Regions from separate parts of the Rattus norvegicus genome. Here region 1 is linked to region 2. The links are chromatin contacts, called in public Hi-C maps. All regions are on one chromosome and are shown on one strand. Each heading gives the region's core, a stretch centred on a gene start, on an enhancer-like site or on the middle of the called end of the contact. The rest is flanking DNA. Distances are from core to core; before and after follow the strand shown. Region 1 holds the start of Abtb1 (ankyrin repeat and BTB domain containing 1). Region 2 has its middle 46 kb from the start of Mgll.

Region 1 (5,921 bases), core at 3,252-5,751, 160 kb after region 2:
TGGTGGCTCACAACCATCTGTAATGGGATCCGATGCCCTCTTCTGGTGTGTCTGAAGACAGCTACAGTGTGCTCATATAAATAAAATAAGTCTTTATAAAAAAATGCTCATGGGCTACAAAGCTTCTTCAGGAGGGAGCTTATGACTCAGGATGACAGACTCAACCACAGAGTGAGTGGCCATAGAGTGAGTGGCAGGCCATGAGAAGGGAAGTGACAGAAGTAAGGCCGGTGGCAGAACCTAATACAGAGGGGGCAGGCTGGTGGGAACCAGACGGCCAGGACTGGGGTCAACAGGGAATGGTGTAGGGACTCACATTCCTGTGGCCCCATCTCACTTGTAGAGGACAAAGAGGATGGGGGAGCCACAGCCATGGCTCAGAGCTACCAAGTCTACACCATATGCCCCCCCCCCCCAGTCTTAAAACATTACCTTCTGGGGGAAGATTTGTGGGAATGCCCTGGAGAAGCCAGACAAAGGGACACCTGGGACCCCAGCAAGTCACCTCACTCCTCAGACCCAATGGAAAACACCCTTCTCTCCTGAAGAGTACCCTTGCACTGTCATGCACACATACCAACAGAGGGAACCTTTGGCCCTGTCTACAGCCACCACAGGCCTGACTCAGGAACTCTGGGACAGCTAAGGGCAGGAATGACCCAATGACTGTGACAACCCTATGTCAGAAAGCCCAGGGCTCAATTTACCACTCCCCTCCCACTGGGTGCCACACCTCACCTCAGTATGGTCACTATATACGTAGTACAGGACATGGGTGAAGATGTCTGGGGAGATGTCATGCAGGGTGACAACTGGGGGGTCTCCAGAGGCTACAGGCTCCTCACTCTCTCGAAAGTGGTCATCCAGAAGAGCCCGGAAGTAGTCACTGCGCCCACAGAAGAAAGCCTGAAGAAAGGCAGTTCAGAAAGTACCAGGCTGGAATCTGCCCACAGGAAGATAGGCCAGGACTTGAGTCGTGTGGACAGGAGCAGGACGGGTACCTTGTGGCAGAGGAAGCTGGAGTCAGCCACACGGAAGCAGATATCAGGGCAGCTGCTAAAGCCATCAGGACATGGGAAGGGCAGCTCTCCAAGGTCACCCTGGTATAGGAAACAGAGAAAGCTGTTCATGAAAGGGAAGTAGCTTCTAGGTTGGCCTAGGAGGGGAACCCAGCTCTGCCCTTCACAGCCTCCTGCCCACTAGGCCGGCGTGCCCTTCAGTACCCGCAGCTCAGGTGGCAGGGCACAGTCGGCCAGCAGTGCCATATCTGCCCGTAACCGGGGATCTGCTGGAGGGGGCTCAATAGTCAGCACCTTCACACATGTGCCAGGCTTGGAAGCCACTGCGGGAGAGGACGGCAAGGAATTAGAGAGCCAGACCAGAGCTGCAGGCTGTAACCTAAGACCCTGGACTGAGACCTTGTACACACCAAATTCAGACACCTTCTCGCATTTAGCCTCCAGGTCGTCGAGCAGGTCCCATAGCTGGCACTGCTTAGCCAAGCGCTCACAGTCACTTACATGCTCCACACCGATGTCCAAGCGGCCTGGGGGGATTTAGAGGACCGAGTCAGGACCTGAGAATGATTCCTACTCAATACTTTGGTTTCCTCATCCAGGAGGACCTAAGACCTGCTCAATTTGTGGGTGGGACCTGTTCTCTCCAAACAACAGGTTAAGTCATGCTGGGCATACTCCTCCTCAACTCTGGGCCACACTGGGTTTGCTGCTGTCCCAGCCCAGGGGCTTAGTCAGTCACCTGTGTACAGATACTGCAGTAGAGCCCCAAAGGCCACCGGGTTGATCTGCAGGCAGAATAGAAAGGAAAGGTCAGAGGCTACCACCCAGCATGAACTAACTTCTCTCCCAGAAGCTGGCACTCTCTCCCAAGGCAGAGGGACGCACCAGGGGGTGCCTGAGAACCACGACGCTCTTGCCCTTCCACTTGGTGTCCAGCATGTTGGCAAAGTAGGTACTGCGAGCACCGAGGATGCAGCGATGGGCCCGGAATGGCTTTCCGTGTACCACAAAGACCACATCGCTGTGGATGCCCTGTTCCAGAAGCCTGGGAAAAGCCAGGGAGGGTTGCGTCACCCAGGTAAGTGCTGGTACACCAAGACCACTCAGCACACCCACCCACGTGAACCCACTGAGAATGCGCCGCAAGTGCCGCCCCCTGCTCACCGCTGCAAGAAATCGTCATAGTAATCCCGCCTCCTGCAGGATGCAGTGACCTGTTTGTAGTCTCTCAGTGCACGGCGAATGGGGTCGCTCAGCGCTCCATAGAGACACCGTTCTCCATCAAAGGTGTTGGCCTCACAGCGTGCTCCTTCGAAGCAATACTCATCAGTCAGAGTCAAGGAGACAATTAGTGTAGGGAAATCTCTGGCCTCCCCTCCTCCCCAGCTCCAACATGTAGGGCCCAGAAGCCCTAGAGGCCCTTCCTTGCTAAGGTGGCCCAGGCAACCCTTCGGTCCTTGGGAAGGCCAAGGGCATACATACAATCTGTGCACTTAGACACAGACATATGCATGAATGCATATGCAAATATTGGACTATATGCAGCTAAAAGCAGACTGAATGGCTGGCCCTGTAATCAGCCATCTTGATGACTGCCTCAACTGAACCTACACTAGTGGGGCACATGAGTACTTTATTATGTGACAGCTGCCATTATTACAAAACAGAACCAAAGATGACTATGGCGTTGGCTGCCACATGGGGAGGCTGTGAAGGCCAGTGCAGGGACTTAAAAGAAGTGGGAGATACACTAAGAAGGAACTCCAGTCTAAGCAGGAGGTATTGCAACTGAGAAGACCCTGAGGTAGGAGATGGGTTGGTCTAGTGGGGGACTAAGGAGCAAGTGTTGATGGGGAGCCAGTGGGTGGGAGAGCCAAGGAAGGCAAGGCCAGAGGAGGAAAGACTGGGTCTCACAATGTAGCCTTGACTAGCTTTAAACTCAAGATAATCCCCATCTTGACTTTCTTCTCGCTCAATAATTTAATTACGGGTGTGAGCCACCATGCCCAAGTGCTTTTATCCCAAACACTCCTTTCTACACTCCCATCAGCTTGGCTGTGGAAAGAGCCTCCTGCTTGCAAACATGGAGGTCCAAGGGTCAGTTTAGCAGACCAATGGTGGTGTAGCATAAGAGACAGCCCCAGAATTAGCCTGGGTGTCAATGGTGACATGAGAGAGTGGGCAGAGTGTTAGAGAGTACCATTTGTTGACTTTAGGGAGTTAACAAGAAATCAAGAGTGCATACAAATGTGTAGCAAGGTCTCAGAGCTGACAGACAGTCAGACCCTGACCGGCTCTCACCATTAGCCAACAGGTAGCGCACCAGCTCCTCATGCCCACAGAGGCAGGCATAGTACCTAGGAAAGGGGGAAGCTGTCAGTAGAGTAGGCCCACCCTGCCCACCCAACTACCCCACCGCTCACACTCACAAAGGGGTGCTGTCCCACTTATCCCGCACGTTCACCTCCACGTCTCGCTGCTCCAGCAGGTACCTGGGCAGGAAGTTCAAAGCCTGGGTCAGAACTGCTTCTGAGATAAGAGAGAAGAGACCAGGAAAGGGAAGGAGGCCATTTCTCTCTGGGCTAAGGATGCATCTGAGAAGGGCAAGGCCTGGAACTACACAGGCCAGCATGGGTCTGCAACTGTGAGTTGGGTAGTGGCAAGACATCAAGCCCTAGGTTCAGAAGGCTGAGAAACTGGTCTTGTAATATTTGGGAGAAGGTAATGGGCCACTAATTCAGTCTGGGGAGACGACAGCAAGGAAACCAAAAGAAAACTGGTGCAGGACTTGGGGAGAGGAGAACAGGACAGATCTATGCAAGAAGTGGAAATAACAATTGGTAAGATGTTGAAGAGAAGAGGTCATGAACCAGGAAGCCATCTCTGGAACACCACAGCCCAAGGAAGCTTCAAGGTAAGACCCGAGCTCTCTGAGTTGCACTCAAGTTGAGGGAAGGTTCATTAACTCTGAGGTGGCATCTGGTGTTGGGAACAGACTTAAGGAGGGTTTCGGAGAGGGCTGCAGTCTGGACACCGCTGATGAGGACCAGGGGATTTGGAAGGAAGGGCCATGGGAGAAAAGAGTCTATCAAAGAAGAGTAAGGGCCAGGACCCTTTCTCCTCTCTGCCTGCCCACGGAGACCAGGATCTCGGTGCCAGGCTCGTAAGTAGCTGCACCAGCAGCGCCTGCATCTTTTGGAACCTCCACGGAGGGGAGTCGTTTCCCTGCACCGAGTTAAGGGTCCTGGAGACCGATCTCCCTAGGCTCGGTCAGCTTCTGGAGCCCCACAGCGCCCGACCGCACACCGTGCCCGACAAGCCCTGCGGACGCCTGCCCGCCTCCTGCACTGCAGGTTCTCACCGCACACGGCCCACGTCCCCCTTCCTGCAGCTGGCAAACAGGTCGCTAGTGTCCATGGCGAAAGAGGCTGGACCCCCGGCCGAGCGATCTCAGGAGTTGTCTGTGCCCGGCCGGATGTAAACACTCACCGCCCCGCCCCTCGCGGCACGGCCTAGCACTGCCCGCCTGTGGCTCCGCAGCGGCGCCTGGCGCCCGGAGGACCGTCCGGCCCGAACCAGGCGGTCGCATCCAGAAGGCCGCTCCCGAAGGCCCCACCCACTAACCTTAGTCACACCCACTTAGCCTCTGGGGACCTCTAGTCTTGACCCCGCCCACTCGTCTAAAAGACAACTCAATTCTCCCAGGTTCCGCCCCCTCGCCCGGAGACTAGCTCACTACCAAGACCCCGCCCCCTCGGAAGAGCTTCTCTGGAAGAGCAGTCCGCTATAGGCCCCGCCCACATTGCGCGGGATCTTTTCTGAAGACAGTACCACACCCCCCAGGCTTGGAATACTGAACCTTAACAACGCTTGTCCGTCCTTTAACTTGCCCGGTTCAGGTCCCGCCCATCAGGCCGAGGCCTCGCCCACCAGGACCTTTCCCGGCCTACTTCAAGTTCAGCCCAACCGGCTTGGATTCCACCCAGAAGGCCGTACACCCTCTACACTCCTCCCACACGTCCCTAACCATGATCACTAACTCCTGAGAATTCCCAGCCCACCAGCTCTTGGCCCCGCCCAGCCAGCCTCCCGTGCCCCACCTACTCCTCTAGGCCCTTCCCACCCACTCCCAAGAGTGCGGCCCTCCGGAGGCAAGAAACACGCGTGGAGGCAGAGCGGCCCGCGCGTGTTGGCGGCTTTAATGGAGTCCGGGCGCGGGGAGCGCGCTGGCCTCGGGCAAGCGCTCGGGGCCGGGCGGGGCGGGGTGGGAGCTGCGCCTCGGTCGCCTGCTGCGGTGGGGAAGCGTAGTGACCCGCGTGGAGGGACGGGAGGGGCGCGGGGCCGTAGCGTCTGGCAGTCTCGCGCCCGTGGCCCGGCGCTCACAGGTGAGTGTCCTCCTCGAACACGTCAGAGTCCTCAGGGTCGCGCTTGCTGCCCATGAGCGCGCTCCAGCTGCTCGGGCCGTTGATGGCCCCACCGTTCAGGCTGGGCTGCTTCTCCTGCATCTCCGACTGGCTGTCGCTGGCCACGTCCAGCGTGGGATTGTCGTGGCAGCCGTTCTCCACGAAGCGAAGCTCCTCACCGTGCGACTGCAGCAGCAGGAGAGAGCGCTGGGCGCGCGCAGTGACTGGCTACGCCAAGCCCCCAGGGTATCCCCTTGGAGCCCAGGAGACAAGTGCCTGCAGCTCAAACCTAAACCTCTACTCAACAAACCCTGTGACCTCCCTGGTGTCACCGCTTTCAACAGCGAATTACACACGGGTCTGCCCAAAACTCAAAGCCCTTGCGCTGGGGCAGGATGAACAGGGCATGCCTGGCCCCTTTCTCTTGTGCAGGTTGCTGGAGCCCTTGGAGGGGAGCAGCTGCTCTCAAGCCTTGCAGAGTGGGGCACTAGGGTTAGGA
Region 2 (6,418 bases), core at 2,860-5,359:
TGGAGAATATATTTGCATACCACACTTAAAAAACAAGTCTCTCAAGTAGCCATGTCTGAACTACTTAGTATAACGGAAGGACCAAGACATAAAGTGGCTGTGTGCTTCAAAGCTACGATGCCTACATTGGCAGAGAGGGAAGTGTGGGGACAAGTTCAGTGTCCCCAGAACAGCAGGACACCTGGCCTAGACAGTGGTGATCAGTCAGAAGCAGTGGGACATCCTAACTAGACAGAGGGGAAAGATACAAGAATAACCAAAGCTGGAGCAAATCTGTGGGTGTAAGACTAGACACGTGTGTGTAAGACTGCAGTCCAACTAATATGTTGTCTTGCTGTCATTTTTTCACAAAGTCACCACTTCATTAAAAGTTGTTATGATCTAGAACTCAGACTCTACATGTCTGGTGATCTTTACTAACACAGTATTTACTAGGTGCTCTCCTGCTGTGCTCGGTACCAATCTGTCTGTCTAAAGTACAGACTTGAGAAAATCCAATCATCACAGTTGACCTTTTTAATGCAATCACACTTTGTCTTGTAGGTAGCACTTTTACATATAAAAGCATTGCTTCAAGAACTTAAAGATCTAAAGACGTGGGAAATGGACCACAATTGTGAAGTGAAAGACACTGCTCTCCCCCAAATTGATTCCTAGATGTAATATGACCCCACCAAAAGCCCAGAAAACTCCTAAGGCAAAAGTTGCTGAGTGAATTCTATAACTTTCATGAAATGGAAAGACCACAGGTCCCAAAACAACCTTGAAAAAGTAGAGCTGTAGACCAAAAGACAACACAGCATGGGAGTGAGATTGGAATGGAGCAGAACACAGAGGCAGACTCACACATACTGAGAAGGTCATCACCAGGGAACTTTATCATTGTGCATACACCATGGAGAGCTCCCCAAAGTTAGATGGCTACAGTGTCACTAGATTATATGACCCGGTGCAACACTGTCACATATGGGATTCACTGTTGCCCCAAATGCTCTTTAATGGCACAGGACTGGTCAACATTAGAGTTTTTTAAAAAGGTCACTGGAAACTACTATCTATTCAAAGGCAAGAGACTTAGACACTTCAAAAGAACTAAAAATGGACAATTGCACAGTAAGAGGTGCCTGCCTCATTAGTCAGTCACCAGGGAAACGCTGCTTAAAGCCATGACGAGGTGTCATTATCAGAATAGCTTATAGAGGGAGAAGGACAACACTGATCGATGTGGTGCAGAGCCATACTCCCTCTATCCTTCAAGAGAATAAAAAACAAAACAAAAAAACACCATTTTGGAAGAACAATGATTTTCCTGGCCAGAAATTTCCCATTCAACTCTTACCCAAGCCAAACAAAAGCCCATGTTGTCAAGAGGACTGTTATAGCTTGGTTTTGGTGTATCGAAGGCTTGGCTCCCAGCCTCCTAGGGAGGTGATAGAACCTTTAATAAGTGAGTCTAGAGTCACTAGAATAGATACTAGTGTCTATGTCACTTTGTAAGGAGAGCAGGGTCCAGGCTCTTCCTCATTCTCTCAGTCATGATATGAATGGCTTTGCTCAACCACATTGGCCCAAAACTATTAATAAAGTCGAATCAATCATGGACTGTATCTTTCAAAGTTGTGAACAACAAGAAAACCCTCTTATATGAATAAGAAATTACTTTAAATCTTGGTTATATAGACAGAAAGCTAAACAACTCAAAGGCACATACAGAATAGCAAAAAACAGGAAGCAGCACAAGTCTGAGCAACAGGAATGCATATCTATACAATGGAATACTACTTGGTGGTGAAAAAGAACCAAAGCACAGATGTGTCTTGGACCTCAAAATATATAAGTGAAAATCATCTATATAAAGAGAGCACACAATGCATACAAGATTCTGTCAGCAGGGGGCTCTAGGACTTGCAGTGGAGGTTGGAATAAAATAACTTTGGGATAAGGGAGAGGTCTGACTAGCTACTGCTGAGGTATATATAGAGATTTGTCAAAACATACTAAGTTGCAAATTTAGTTGCAAATTCAGGCCTGAGATTTCATTGTATGTAAATTTTATGGCACTAAAATACCGAGAGAACACGGGTATGGTGGCTGGACTGTGGCCAAGGCAGATGGGTCTCTGGGAATTTGAGGCCAGCCTGGTCTATTTATAGTAGTGAGTTCCAGGCCAGCCAGGGCTTCATAGTGAGATCCTATCTCAAAAGAAAGCAACAAAAACCTGCAAGAACTTCTCAAAATCGTATAATCTCATTAACATTTACCTAAGCAAAAGTGTGTATAAGAGGCCAATTAAACCCACTTAAATAATTTAGGAAGTGTTAACAACTACAATTTTACACAGCAAAACAATGAAAATGTAAATGTGACCCAAACCTCACTTCAAGGAAACATTGTAACCTTTATTCTTACCCATCTGCAGCTGTGTTGGTGTGCTGTGTGTCGCCTGCCACAGCTGACTCCTCAGTCAGCATTCCCCAGCTCCCTGCTCATTCTTGACTGTGAGATCCCTTCTCTACTGTTCCCACCTGCTGTCCTTGCTCTTGCTGCCTTCTCTTCACACTGCCCCTATTCTTGGGACAAGAGCTGATAACCAGCACAGTCTGTCAGATGCAGAGGTTACTGACATTTTCAGATAGTTGGACATCACAGCACACCATGTGATGGACAGGCTCCCCACAGAGTTCACCTGGCTTGGGTTTCACACCTGCTGTACACATCTGGCTGTAAAGTTGATCTCCAACCTCCCTGCCCCTTGCAACTCTCTTTTCACTTGCTAAGATCCCCAACCCTCCTCATTTTGTAGCTTCTGTTCCTACCAATCCAGCCTGGGCACCAAGGTCTAGCTTTTAAAATGTCAAATGGCCACCCAGGCATTGTGCTGAAGGAGTTTTAAACTGCCTGTCTACCTTCCAGCTGCTTCTGCAGGAGAGACAAGGAACATTCTTGTCCTCTGGTCTGAAGAGTGAAAGGGGAGTATAAATATGCAGCTTTGGAGGGAAAGAAGGGAAATTCTTCAGAATGAAAAATGTGCTCGTCTCTACTAGACACTAGAAGGGACAATTGAGGGCTCTTGGCTACGTGGAGAAAAACAACACAAAGGCCAGAGGAGCAGGACACATCCCTGGAACCAGAGGAACAGGACACATCCCTGGAAAGGGGAGTCCATTAGTGTTAGTCACAAAATGAAAGTTTGGAAAACAGCAGTGTTCAGACCCCTGACAAAAGCTGACCCCTCAACCCCCAAACAGGCTCAGTGCTGTCCTACGTAGCTCAAAGCCCTCAAGCCTCAGATTGACAAGAAGCAAAGGAGCAGAGACAACAAATTGGAGCATATGGCTGTCACCATGAACATGTGCAAACTGCAGAGAAAGAACTGGAGGCTGAGGGTGTAGCTCAGGGGTGGAGCACTGGACACACACATAGACAGACACACACAGACACACACACACAGACAGACACACACACAGACACACACACACACACACAGACAGACACACACACAGACACACACGCAGACACACACATACAGACAGACACACACACAGACAGACACACACACAGACAGACACACACAGACACACACATACATATAGACACACACACAGACACACACAGAGACAGACACACACACAGACAGACACACACACAGACAGACACACACACAGACACACACATACAGACAGACACACACACAGACACACACACAGACAGACACACACACAGACACACACACAGACACACACACACAGACACACACACAGACAGCAGACACACACACAGACATACACACACACAGACAGCCACACACACAGACATACACTCACAGACACACACACAGACACACACACAGACGCACACACACAGACAGCAGACACACACACAGACACACACACACAGACACACACACAGACACACACTCACAGACACACACATAGACACACACACACACAGAGACACACACATGCACAACACAAGAGAGAGACAGACAGAGAGACAGAGAGTAAGACGGTATGCAAATGCAGGTCCACATCAGCAGAGATGTACACAGAACTGCATGGAACGGTCTGGAGGAAAATGGAACCCAAAGGGCAGAAGAGAACTTCCAAGCATGTTGTGCAATGTGGAATGAACTCAGTGGATCTGGCTGCATTCTGACGTGATGACACTAAGGTTCTGGCAGTGCTACCGTTATGATCAGTTCTTATCAATAACCTAGGCACATATAAACCAGGCACGTTTGACTGGCGATCTGACTTCTGATGCAGAGGGAAGCCAGACCCAATTCCAGAGGAAAGCTATGAGGCGAAGGTGAAGGAGTACATACGCGATAACCGTGAGCCAGTACAAGGGTGGGCAGAGTCCTTCTGGTAGCACTCACAGCACTGACCGTGCACAGATGGAGAGGGGTAAAGAACAGTTCGTGTAAGGCACACACACGTGCTCCGGAGATTTACACAGAGAAATCAACCTTTCTGCCTGCTGGGTTGTGGAGGTTCTCCAGGCATTAGTGCGTAAAAGCAAGTATTTCCTGAGGGCTCCTGGTTTTGTGCATGCTTACTACTGAACTGCATCCCCAGACCCCTTCTGACTTTTTGAGACAGGGTCTCACTAAGTTGCCCAGGGTGGCTTGAACTCATGATTGTCTTACCTCAGTCTCCTGAGGACTTGGGATCACAGGCCTGTGCCACCAGGCCTTGTCCTAGGTGAGGTCCAAGAGAATTAGGGAGTTCAAACGGAAAGGAAACTGGATATTGATTATGATGAAGACGCACAAGACATACTGCATATGGTGCTTCTTATTAAAAAAAACTTGACCATAAATAGAACCGATGATGAGATTTAACTTTCTTTTTAAATTTAGCAATGTAGAAAATGTGGTCCAAACACCAGTGTTGTGTAATATAAACAGAAACGTTGAAGTCATATAAACACAGACCCAAAACCAGGCAACTAGGGAAAAATGTTTATGAAACTAAATGTAAATGTTAAAATACTTGACAGAGTGAAAACTTAGACTACAGCTAACACATGCTTCTCGAGGTAATAGAAATACAAACTAAACACAGCAGGGAAGATCCGCGATACAGACTTGGGACATGCAGACAAAACCTGTAACAAGTCAATTCTCAGTTTTATAACCTTAGAGAAATCTTTTAGGACCAACATATGATTAAAAACCATTTTTCTTAAGTTCAGCAATTCTCCAATTTCACACGTTTTTATTTTGCTCTTAAAATCAGGTACTAAAAACCAAATTAAATGCAAACCCTTCTATTTCATTGTGTATATTATCTTCAGAGGTATAATAACACCCGCTCGGGGTATAAAACTTTTCTTCTTTGATGGGGTGTTTCGGAGGTTTGACTTTTGCTTTAATTTAAAGTAAGTTTAACTGTATTTTGTTTTTCACTTTATGAGAATTTTTTTTATTTAAAAAGACTTTAATAATATTTTGAGAGAGCCATAGAGAAGAGAGGTGACTCTGTGGACACAGACAGCAGCCATAGCAGCCACAGGACAGAGGCTTGTTTCACGGGAACAGTGTGGCCACTATGTCCTGACTCTGTGAGGGCATGTTAAGTACAGTGTAATAAATCCATGGAGCTATTGAATAAATTCTGATAGATAAAAAGACTAGGTGTTTGGAAAATAAGCTAAAATATTGTCTCATAAATCTTTAAATTTTTAAGAGATTTAAAAGGAAAAAAGAAAAAAATTAAGCAGTTTTTGATAATGGAAGAAGTTTATATTAACTTAGATGAAAATTAAAATGATAAGATTAAGTACTTGAGGGGCTGGAGAAATGGCTCAATGGCTCTGGCCAGTCTCCAGGCAACCTGTGCTCAGTTCCCAGCACTCACAGGGCACTCATGATCAGACCCCAGGGGACCTGACACACTCTCCGGCCTCCAAGGGAATGTGCGTGCATGTGGTGCACATAGAGATAAGCAGGCATACACACATAAACACGAATAAAAAAAAGCTGCAGAAATGATTGACTATTGGAGATTTTAAATGCAGTTACAAACATTGTTAGCCACTTTAACAAGTGCTAGGAAGCAACCGTTGGTCTCTGCATGAGCAGAAAATGCCCTCGACCTCTGAGCCATTTCTCCAGTTCTCCAGCCTCTGAGGATGTGTTTTCTTCGTGCACATTCCACATGTATTAGGTGAAAAATAACAGAAAGCCACTATTTTTCTTCTTTTTTGGACTAAGTTCCTTCACAGACCAGGCGAAAAAGATCCTCATCCCTAAACTGGAAGGAAGCTGTTTATCTGACCTCGCAGAAATCAAGATTAGCGAGAGAACAGCCAAAGTTCAGAACAGGCCAGTGTCAGATCTTGAAGTCCTAAGTTAACTGAGCAGCTACTTTCCCCACCCCCCCACCCCCCACCCCCACTACAAGGAAAGTCACAT

The links. A called contact is a pair of places that touch in the nucleus more often than the background predicts.
Region 1: a contact with region 2 is called in a Hi-C map of liver, with 2.6 times the contacts expected there. The contact joins the promoter of Abtb1 here to the enhancer-like site in region 2. A contact is called at or near these places in 2 of 12 Hi-C or Micro-C datasets (Schwann cells and liver).

What each region holds. Positions count from the first base shown.
Region 1 is chr4:122,858,288-122,864,208 of GRCr8, forward strand. It overlaps Abtb1 (ankyrin repeat and BTB domain containing 1), which reads right to left and starts at 4,502. Exons shown (of 12, transcript NM_001005902.1): 1 at 4,381-4,502; 2 at 3,449-3,511; 3 at 3,321-3,376; 4 at 2,184-2,328; 5 at 1,905-2,064; 6 at 1,759-1,804; 7 at 1,430-1,546; 8 at 1,224-1,342; 9 at 1,002-1,100; 10 at 739-906. The coding sequence starts at 4,436. Podxl2 (podocalyxin-like 2) reads right to left here. Exons shown (of 8, transcript NM_001106607.1): 8 at 5,189-5,608. The coding sequence ends at 5,399.
Region 2 is chr4:122,700,187-122,706,604 of GRCr8, forward strand. No RefSeq gene overlaps it. Among named protein-coding and RNA genes, the nearest start is that of Mgll, 46 kb to the right of the region's middle. Within about 2 kb of position 4,110, at least 2 of the 93 cell types and tissues checked have an H3K27ac peak or open chromatin away from gene starts, as enhancers often do. A contact at or near this core is called in liver, where this site is marked.